Linked DNA regions of Sus scrofa: region 2 is linked to region 1. Evidence: chromatin contacts called from public HiChIP or PLAC-seq data. All regions are on one chromosome and are shown on one strand. Each heading gives the region's core, a stretch centred on a gene start, on an enhancer-like site or on the middle of the called end of the contact. The rest is flanking DNA. Distances are from core to core; before and after follow the strand shown. Region 1 holds the start of TAF4 (transcription initiation factor TFIID subunit 4). Region 2 holds the start of SS18L1 (calcium-responsive transactivator).

Region 1 (5,172 bases), core at 2,543-5,042:
AGGAGAGACCTTGGGCCAAGGACGGGATCTTCCCGAGCGTCAGTTCCCTCATCTGCAGCACAGGCTCAGCGGGGGCAGAGGGAGCACCGGGTGGGTCAGTTTGGTTATGACTGGTGCCACCCGGGCAGATGACAGCACCGACAAACCGGGCATGTGGGGTACTGGGGTGAATGATGTCCCCAAGTTCACGTCCACCTAGACCCGCACGTGACGTTATTTGGAAAAAGAGTCTTTGTGCATGTAGTTAGTTAAGGAACTTGAGATTAAGTCACTTTGGATTTAGGGTTTACCCTAAATCCAAAAGGACCCAGGGAGGAGGCTGAGGCCCTGTGACTACAGAGGCAGAGTCGGGAGGCATGCCTGGGGCGCCAGATGCTGGAAGAGGCAGGAACGGCTCCTCGCCTCGAGCCTCCAGAGGTGTGTGACAGTGCCAATACCTTGACTGTGGGCTTTTGGTTTCTGGAACCGTGCCAATAACGTTTTTTTTTTTTGCTTTTTAGGGTCGCACCCACAGCATAAGGAAGCTGTCAGGCTAGGGGTCCAACCCAAGCTAGAGCTGCCCGCCTACACCAGAGCCACAGCAACGCAGGATCCGAGCCATGTCTGCAACCTACACCACAGCTCACGGCAATGCCGGATCCCCGACCCACTAATCAAGGCCAGGGATCGAACGTGCATCCTCGTGGATTCTAGTCAGATTGATTCCCGATGAGCCAAAAGGGGAACTCCCGCCAATACACTTTCTGTTATTTCAACCCCGTTAGTGGTGACGTTATGACCCGCCTAACAAGCCAATGAACCTGCCTTTACGAAGGTTCTGCCTTCCTGATCTTGCCCTCTGGGATGAGGACCCAAACTTGACCCTGCACACACAGCCCAGTCTGCAGCGCTGGGGCAGGGGGCCGGGTGAATAAGACTGGGGACAGGGCAGGGCCACCAGCTGACAGTCTTTTTTGGAAATTCTTTTATTATGAAGATTTCTGGGAGACAACAAAAGCATCGGTGACATAACAAACATTGAGTAGCTTTCACATAGCCAGAGCAACACTGAAATCGACCCGTGGTTTATCCTTATTCTTTATTAGTACTATCGGCCGCCCCGCAGCATATGCAATTCTTGGGCCAGGGAACTGATAGGAGCCGCAGTCGAGACCTAAGCCGAGGTTGTGGGCAACGCCGGATCCTCAACCCACGGAGCCCGGCCGGGAAGTGGAAACTGCGTCCCAGCGCGCTCCCCAGACACCGCGGATCCACGTTGCATCACGGCAGGAACACAGCAGGTTATGTTTATGGGAGCGTCTGATGCCGTCTCTATTCTATTGAAAACATACCCTGCTTAATAAGCCTAAACGTCCCTCACAGCTCCCGGTGCTGCACATTCGCACGGCTGCAGGTGGCGAGGCGGCCCTGTCCGGGGTTCTGCGCTCTGCGCGCGGTACGGCAAACATTTTTCTGTGTTAAAACCCGGGGCTTATATTTACGCTCATTTCGAGTCCCTGTTTTCTTTTCATGCTGGGTGGGATTTTTGTTTCAAGCGGCAAAAGTCGCAGCTGCTTGTGGAAAGAAGTAAAACCACTCGGAGACGTTCAAAGAAAATGCTCCACGTCCCCAGGGAACCCAAGGTTAACAGTTTGGCAGCACGTCCCCGCCCCCCACCAGGAGGAGGGGAGGAGCCACGTGGCTTCCGCCCCCGCCCCCCCCCCCCCAGGGCGAGCCTTGCTGCGGCCACCCGCGGGGAGCCGTCTCAGCTGTCTGCAGCTCCCACCTTCCTGAGGGGGGGTAGGGGGGCACCGAAGCCCTGGAAGGGGCGCTGGGGACCGGCGGCGCACCGTCGCCTCACCTCCTACACTTCCTGCTGGCCTGGAGGGTGCCCCGGAGGCCTCTGGGGGTGATGTCACAGCCGCGCGGGGTGGCGCACGCTGAGCCCCGCCCGCGGAGGCCGGTGGCGGGGGACGCACTCACGGGGCGAGGCGGGCGGGCGGGGGGGCCCTGGCAGGCCTCCGGAGAAGGCCGTGGGGAAACAGGCGTGGCCGGAGATGGCACCACCAGCCCCCTTGGCTGAAAAGCTCAGTGGCTGGAGGGGCGGACGTGAGGGGCCACCTCGTCCGCAGTCTCACGGCCCTGCCGTCTCGGGCATGCAGTCATCTGCCTGGCGCTACCCCCGATCCCATCTGAGCGCGTAGACGGTTCCCCACTACGCAGGTCGCGCCTGGGGCTGAAGTCAGCCTGCTGACGCTTTTGCTCGGTCTACCTTAACCTTTTTTAAGGGGTTGTCAACACTGGACGATTGCATGATTCAGGAGATTTTGCACATTTCTGCTCTGGTTGGAAAACCAGGCTGTCCGCCCACGCTGGGCTCAAGGCGCAGTGGGGCCGCGAGGTCCCCACCCCAGGTCTGTTCCACTCCTTTCCTTTCCCGTCTTTGGGTACCCAAGCTGGGGTGCAATATCCCGACTTTCCCTCTGCAGGGATTCCCCCTGCTGCGTCCCCCGGGGAAGCCCCTCTCCAGGCTCCACGCCCCACGCTCATTGTCTAGAACCCGCCCCGCGAGCTGGGCCTGCGGGGGCCGGCGGGCTCCTTTGTTCAGGCGGCCAGAAAAGAACCCTTCTGTGTCAACAGCGTCCCTCATTGTGCGGAGGTCTGGGCGACCGCGGCGCGGCCTCGCCCGCAGGAGCCGGAGATGGGAGGCCTTTCTGGGTTTCCCCAAAAAAGCGGAGCAAAAGAAACCACTAGGGATGTCCCAGAATACCATCTTCCGGTGAAAACAAAACACAAAAAACACAGGAGAGAACTTTACCTGAACTCATTTTATAGAGAAGGTGCTCGCACGGTTCTTTTCGACAACTTACTTTGTCAAAAGGACAGAGCGGAAAACAAGGACCCGAGGAGCAGCTCCAGGCGGACGGCTCCCTACAGGAGCTGCGGGTCCTAGCCGGCGCCGCCGTCTCACCCAGTAATTTAGGGCACTCGCGTCCCGGGCCGCGCCGCCGGATGAAGTGAGTCACCCTGGCGCGGCTCCGGCGGCCTTGGGCGCCGCCCCCCGCCCCGCCCCGCCGCCCGAGCAGCGGCCTCACCGCGCGAGACGCCGGGCCTCGGGCAGACCTGGGCGCCAGCCGAGGACGGGCCCGCGCCCGGCCCGCAGCAGTGGCGCCGGCGCTCAGGTCGCCCGGCGGCCCCGGGCCCCGGACCTCGCCCGTGCCCTCCCGAGGCGCCCTGCCCCTGCGAGTCACGGCGGCTGCGCTAAGGGGCACCGGGGTCCGGGGAACACGGCGTCCCCGTTCCCTCGCCTGCCTGGAGCTCCCATCAGCTCCGACCGCAGCCATTTTGGAGCGAGCGGAGACAAAGAGCGAGTCATCGCGGCCGCCGCCCCACCAGGCCCCGGCCGCGGTCCCCGCCCGTTTCATCCTCCCGGCTGTCGGCATGCGGCCCGCCTGGCGGCGGAGACCCCCACAGCCCTACCGGCCCACCGGCGCCGGAGCCCGCCGCCCACTCGCCCTCCGCACCCCAACCGCCCGCCCCGCGCCCCGTCCTCTGCCGCTCGCAGCCATTGGCCGCGCCTTTTAAGCAGGCGCCGCGGCCAATCGCCGGGCGCCGAGCGGCCGGGCGGGGGGGCGCCGCGGCCAATGGCGAGGCGCCGGGCGGCGGGCGGGGGCGGGCGCGCCGCCGCGCCTGCGCAGCGCGCCGCCGCCGCCCTCCCCCCGCCAGGACGCCCGCGCCCCCCGCCCGACCGCCGCCCCCGCCCCGCCCGGCGCGCGCCGCCCCCCGCCCGCCCCCGCGGCCGCCCGCCCGCCCGCCTGCCCGCGCGGAGCCTCCTCCCCGCCCAGCGCCGGCCGAGCGGCGGCGGCGGCGGGCCGAGGAGGAAAGATGGCGGCGGGCTCGGATCTGCTGGACGAGGTCTTCTTCAACAGCGAGGTGGACGAGAAAGTGGTGAGCGACCTGGTGGGCTCGCTCGAGTCGCAGCTGGCGGCCAGCGCGGCCCACCACCACCACCTCGCGCCCCGCGCGCCCGAGGCGCGGGCCGCGGCCGCCGGCGCGCTCGGGAACCATGTCGGAGCCGGAGCCGTGCCGGCCGAGGGCGCGCCCGCAGCGGCGCCGGAGCCGCCCCCCGCAGGTAGAGCGCGGCGCGGCCTGAGCGCGGGCGGCCGCCGGCCGGGCCTGTGTCCTCACCGCGCTGCCCGCTTGTTCCCGCAGGGCCCGCCGCGAAGCTGAACACGCTCGAGGCCGGCGCGGGCGCCGCGGCCGGGGCCGGGGCCGGGCCGGGCGCCGCGGCCGGGGCCTGCGCGCCGGGGGCCGCGGCCGCGCCCGAGCCCGCCGCCAAGCCCGCCGCCCGCAACGGCCCGCCCGGCGGCCCCGGCGCCGCGCAAACTTTGAATGGGAGCGCCGCGCTGGGGAACTCGCTCCGCGCCGCCGCCGCACCTGCTGTCAGCCTGCTCCACAACGGGCCCGCGCCCGCGCCGCCGCCGCCGCCCAAGCCAGCCGCCGCCACTGTCATCCAGACGCCGCCCTTCCTCGGCGCCCCCGCCGCGCCCGCGCCCCGCGCCCCCTCGCCCCCCGCGCCCGCCGTGCCCCCCGCGCCCCCGCGCCCGCCGCCGCCCCGCCGCCGCCGCCGCCCGCCGCCGCCAGCCTGGCCCGGCCGCCCGGCCCCCCGGCCGGACCCCCGGCGGCCGCTCAGAACGGGGGCAGCGCCGCGCCCGCCCCGGCCCCCGCGCCCGCGCCCGCCTCGGCCCCCGCGCCCGCGCCCGCCCCGGCGCCCGCCGCCAACAGTCAGCCCGGCCCCGCCGCCGCGCCCGCGCAGGTGGCCAAGGCCGACTCGCCCAAGACCGCGCTGCAGCCGGCGCCCCCGCCGCCGCAGACCCTGGCGGCCAGCTGCCCGGCCGGCGCGGGGGCCGGCATGATCCTCGGGCCAACTATGCAAGGGGCGCTGCCCGCCGCCGCCGCCGCGGGCCTCCCGCCGCCGGCCCCCGGCACTCCCACCGGGCTGCCCAAGGGCTCGGCCAGCGCGGTGACCCAGAGCCTGCCCAGGACGCCCTCGGTCACCACCGGCGGGATCCGGGCCACGCTGACGCCCACGGTCCTAGCCCCACGCCTGCCGCAGCCGCCGCAGAACCCGACCAACGTCCAGAACTTCCAGCTGCCCCCAGGTGAGTGGCTGCGTTGCCTGCCGGCGGGTGT
Region 2 (5,316 bases), core at 2,243-4,742, 42 kb before region 1:
CCCCTGGGCCACCTCCCCGGCCAAGGACGAGAGCATCCCACCCTCCAGCTGACGAAACCAACACCATCGGTGACGCCGAAACTACTACTTTATTAAGCAACTACGGGGCGAGGGAGGCACCTGCCTGCCAGCAGAGGCTGGGCGCCCAGGGGCCTCTCCGACGGGCCTCGGCCCAGCCCCGCAGCCCAGTCCACTGGCAGCGCGGGGGCTCAGGCCCCGGCCCCAAAGCAGGGAGAGTTGCTGGGACGCTGCCCACCTCCACGTCAGGACCGCCGGCAAATTCACATCCCCTGGGGTTCCCACCAGAGCCTTGTGTCACCTGCACCAGCGCTGTGCTCCGTCCCCAAAAGCAAAACTTCTCGCGCGTGGCCCAGGCCCCCCAGTTCCGGCTGGCTTCGGGGCCCTGACAATTTGGGTGCCTGTACCAGCTTCCTGCAGGACCACCCATGATGTCCTCAATCTCTGAGCCCCTTCCCACCCCCCACCCCCGCCCCCCGCCCTGGTTCTCCTTGTCTGCAGAACCCCTCCCCCCACATCCTCTTTCACAAGTTGAACTGTGTCTCTCACCATGACAAGTTCAAGTCCTAAGCCGCCATCTGTGATCACGGCCTCATCTGGACATAAGGTCTTTGCACATGTAACCGAGTGAAACTGAAGTCATACTGGATTAGAGTGGGCCCTAAATCCTCTGACCGGTGTCCTTGGGAGAAGAGGGAAACTGGACAGAGAGAAGCCTCGTGAAGACGGAGGCAGAGGCTGGGGTGACACGTCTAAAGCCAACAAGCCCAGGGGCTTTAAGGACGGCCAGCCACCCCCCAAATCTGAGAGAAACACAGAGACTCTCCCTCAGGACCCTAGAAAGGAACCAACCCTGCCAACACCTTGACTTTGGACTTCTAGGCCCTCCCAACTGCAAGAAAATTAATTTCTGCTGCTCCAAACTACTCCGTTTGAGGTCATCTGTTACGGTAGCCACAGGAGACAAATATGCCTGCCTAACCCAAAATTTCCACTGATGGAACCAGGGTCACAGATGCTCCAGCAAGTACGAAGCACTAACTATGCCAGATACTGTGCCAGCCTGGCAACACAAGAACAGGTCCATGATCCAAACACTTGGGAGCCCAAGGGACATGTCAAAGCACAGCATTCCTCACGTGACTGCCACGGGGGCATGAGGAGGGGACATTTCAGTGGGGCCTTGAAGGCTGAGTAGGAGTTTGCCTGACAGGCTCCCATCCAAATGTACTCTCAGGACAAGTGTATACTCTCTGCTGTGCCACTACCAAGGAGGCTGCTGTAGAACCCCTGGCTTTTCTCAATGCTCTGAGCATGAGCACAGGCTGTGGACACAGCTCCCACGAGCACAGAACACATTTCTCACGCCCTCTCAGAACACCAGTAGGAGAACGCTTCCAAACATCGAAGTGAGTACCCAGCCCAGCCCTCTCAGAGCACGTGAGACGACAGCCTAAGCTGAAGACTCCTCTCCACTGGCCAGCTGGCAGACCTTCTGCCCTGGGACACAGGCTTTCGGATGCTTGGGACCAGCGTGGCCACACACACTCTGGCCCAGAGAATCTGGGGAACTTCAACAGGGAGCGAGCGCCAAGTGCAGCTCCGTGGATGAGTACTGATGCCAAGGTGGCTTTGGGAACAGGGACGATGCTCACCTAAAAATCCAGGGTCCCCAGAGGAGCTCCGGGCTGCCCACCCGAGCCGAGAGCCACTGTCTGGGTTGGCCTCCTGGCTCCAGCACTTACCCGCAGGCACTCGGCCTCCTTCTGCCGCTCTCCTTCTCCACCAGCCGCTGATGAGAGTGACCACTGCAAGCGGTGACGCGCATCAAGATGGGCCCGGCCCAGAGAATCGGGCCCCTACTGAGCGAGCACCACTCAAGTGTGGACTAAACAAGTGAAAACGCCCCACGTTTTCCCTCGTGTTTCTACTGCTTTTTATTTAGAGTTTACAGAGGCTCCTCATTCGTCAAAACCAGTCACAGCAAAAAGAAGCCCTGAAACATCATCACGGGAGAAGGTGAATCCCAGAGGGACATAAAAGGTTCCCGGAAACCCAGGGATTCTTCGGAGAACCCAGCTTAGAAAGGAGAGCAACCTGGCTACCCGACATCGAGGAACTCAAAGGGGAAGAGTCGAGAGCCACTTTCTCCTGAGCTTTATCTTCTAAACAGAAGCAGTAAAAATTTTAAATTTCCATTTCAAAACCTAAGACTTGTATTAAAATGTCCCCAAACCCACGTGAAGGTTATGTCTAGGAAACCACGAGGCCAAACTTATAGCACGCAGGCAAGGCTGTAAAACCAGTCTGTAAAGTTTTGTTAGGTGAAGAGGCTGGCGAAGTGTCAAGGCTGAAAAGCAGCGTGACACTCCAATAAGAGCGGCCGGCCAGCCGGCCCCGAGGCGTGGAGCGCTCCTTAAAGGGCTGCGGGGCTGCAAGACCGGCGCCCTCACTCTGGATGCACCTCTTTGTGCCTCGTAATGCCAGCACCTAAATGGCAGGCGGGGCCGGCGGCTGGGACGGATCCCCGTCGCCCCATGTGCCCCGTGCGCCCTCCACCAGCCAAACTGCGCGCGGGGGCGGGGGGCCGCCCACGGCGCAGCGTCACCACTTTCCCAGTCAGGAGGGTCCCCTCGGCGCACCGGGCGGCTCGCAGACACCACCCTGCGGACGCCCGGTCCGGACGCCGTGCACCCGCACCCCGGCCCCGAAGGCGACGGGTCTCCACTGTCCCCGGCGGGGCCCGGGGTCGTCCCTGGCTTGGCTCTGCGGACATCACCCTGCAGACAACATCCCTTGGACACCACCCTGCGGGCACCCGGTCCTGCCGCCCTGCGCTCCTGCCCCGCGGCCCCGGGCCCAGAAGACGGCGCGTCCCCACTGTGGCCGGTGAGGCCCGGGGTCGTTCCGGGCTGGGCTCCGAGGACACCACCCCACGCGCCGCCTTGAGCCCCAACCCACCGCCCCCGCGCACCCCCGCCCACATTGGCGCACGCTGGCCACAGAGCGCGCGCGGGGCCCCAGCGGGGTCGCGGCGGTCGGCTGCGCCCCGGCTTTGTTCGCGCCCCGCGCCCGCCGGCTGCCCTCGACCCGGCCCAGCGCCCGCCCGCACCCCGTGGCCCCCAGCCCGGGACCGCGGCCCCCAGCCCACCTTCTGGATGGTTTGCTGCGTGACCTCCCCTTTGCCTCTCGGCCGGGCGGACGCGAAGGCCACCGACATGGTCGCGGGCGCAGGATCAGCCCGAGATCATCGGGGTTTATTCTCCGGCTGCGCTCGGCGGCCAGAGGCGCTCATTCTCCGCAGTCGCTGGGGGGCGGGGGGCGCGGGGGGTGCTGCGCCGTGGACTCGCCCGCCCCTCCGTCGCCGCGTTGCCTCCGGACCCGCCGCCTCGCCGCTCCGCGCGCCGCCGCAGCCTGAGACCGAGCTCCGCGCGGCGCCCCCGGGCGGCCGCCTCGCGCTCCGCGCCGGGCCCGCCGCCGCCGCCACCGCCGCCGCCGCCGCACCGCCCCCCGCGCCCGGCCGTCGGTGGTTCGGCCCGGCCCCGCCCCGGCGCGCGCACGTCGCCCGACGCCGCCTTACGCCCGCCTTACGCCAGCAGCGCAGTCGGCGGCGCCGGGGGCGGACGGGCGCGCGGCGCGGGCGCGGGCGCAGCGACGTCGTGAATCGCGGGCTGCGCGGGCCGTGAGTGTGCGCTTTTCCCGGGTCCGGCCGCGTCGCCCCGCCGGCATGAGCTACGACCGCGCCATCACCGTCTTTTCGCCCGACGGCCACCTCTTCCAAGTGGAGTACGCGCAGGAGGCCGTGAAGAAGGGCTCGACTGCGGTGAGCGGCGGCCCCGCGGGGCCTGCACGTCCGGGGATGGGCAGGGCCCGGGCGGCTGGGGAGGCCGCGCTGACCGGCGCCGAGTGCTTCGGGCTCGGGTAGCACAGGGGCGGGGGGGCGCACGGCAGCCGTCACGTGGGGCTTGCTTCGGGAAGGGGCGCTGCGGACCGTGGCCTGCAGACCGCAGGCCTTGGGGCTCCTCCGGTGTCCGGAGCCGAGCGCGCCTGCCGGCGGCGCCATTTTGGGGGTTCGGGGGCCGCGGCTGGGCGGGGGGGGGGGGCTCCGAGCGGCGGGCCAGCCCCTTACCCGGAACGCGCCTTAAGGCACCAAATGATTTGCGCGAACGGCATGCGGACCGCTCCCAGTGAGGGGGCTTCCCCGACCGGGAAAGCAGTGGGCCGGCTTCGAGGACAAAGGGCGGCCGCCGGGCTCAGCAGCAGCCCTGCCGTCCCCGGGCAGCCCGGCGCAGCTGGCAGGCCCCTCCGGGTGTGACCGCCCCCCTCGTCCCCTCGCACCTGAGCGCGGCTGTCGTTTAGGCCGCGGTTTGAAACGTAAATGCAATGGTGCCTTCAGTACGCTTGGCAGTTTGCTTATTGGCTAAACTGTACGATGGTTTTTATTTTATTATTTGGTGTGTCAGAGGTTTGGCCAGAGAGAAAACACACGATTCTGTGAATCTTGGAAGTATTTTCATCTCTTGAACCTCTTCTGCAATGGGGGCTCCAAATCCACCTTGCGACCTATTTCAGCTTAGAGACTAGTGGGGGAGTCGCCTGGCACCTGTCTCCCCCCGCCCCCATTGCATGTGGGGCCCGCCGGCAGGCTACCTTTCTTTAACCAGCGCCTCTGAGCAGGGCCTTCTTGTCTTTGGGAGCTTTAAAGACCAGGTCAGTTTGTAGGAAAGTTGCTTGAAACTTGGAAACACAGCCGACCAGGGCTTCTCTGCAGCCCAGGGGGCGTTTGGCAACGGCCAGGAGACTTCTAGAGGCAGAGGCCGGGCAGAGGCCGGGCGGACGGTAAGCATCCTTCAGTGAGCCGGGCCGCCCTCACATCCAAGAATTGGCGGGCCCGGTGCCCACAGTCCTGAGGCTCAGAAGCCCTGCTCTGGGCTCGGGCGGATGTCGCTCTGCCCAGTGACCGTTTCATGCGCAGCGGCTGCTGTTCCCATTGAGGGCTGTCGACAGGCAATCGTGATTTTTTTCCCCATGTGCGTAAGACATCCTTCTACCTGCGAAGCGACAGCCAGAAACAGCCAGTGGCCTCCCGGGGGTAGCTGACACGTCCACCTGGTCACATCAGGCACTTGCCCACTGCCGTGCACACAGGTTACCGAAGTGCGGGAGCGGGGAGGGTTTGGGTGTGACTTCACAGCCACGCAACACTGCTTTCAGGACAGCTATTTCTGTGTTAAGGACTCAGGCCTAAAGGCTTTACGCCGAATTCCGAATCATGGGGTTGAAGGGGCACATACACGT

Evidence for each region. HiChIP or PLAC-seq counts read pairs in DNA pulled down with a chosen protein or histone mark.
Region 2: a contact with region 1 is called in an H3K27ac HiChIP or PLAC-seq map of skeletal muscle. The contact joins the promoter of SS18L1 here to the promoter of TAF4 in region 1. A contact is called at or near these places in 6 of 47 Hi-C or Micro-C datasets (fetal liver, heart right ventricle, liver and 2 more) and 2 of 2 datasets of contacts at active chromatin or transcription factors (alveolar macrophages and skeletal muscle).

What each region holds. Positions count from the first base shown.
Region 1 is chr17:61,528,583-61,533,754 of Sscrofa11.1, reverse strand. It overlaps TAF4 (transcription initiation factor TFIID subunit 4), which reads left to right and starts at 3,792. Exons shown (of 17, transcript XM_003360050.4): 1 at 3,792-4,155; 2 at 4,158-4,562; 3 at 4,565-5,141. The coding sequence starts at 3,865.
Region 2 is chr17:61,569,795-61,575,110 of Sscrofa11.1, reverse strand. SS18L1 (calcium-responsive transactivator) reads right to left here and starts at 3,492. Exons shown (of 11, transcript XM_021078212.1): 1 at 3,170-3,492. The coding sequence starts at 3,238. PSMA7 (proteasome subunit alpha 7) reads left to right here and starts at 3,595. Exons shown (of 7, transcript NM_001243652.1): 1 at 3,595-3,841. The coding sequence starts at 3,746.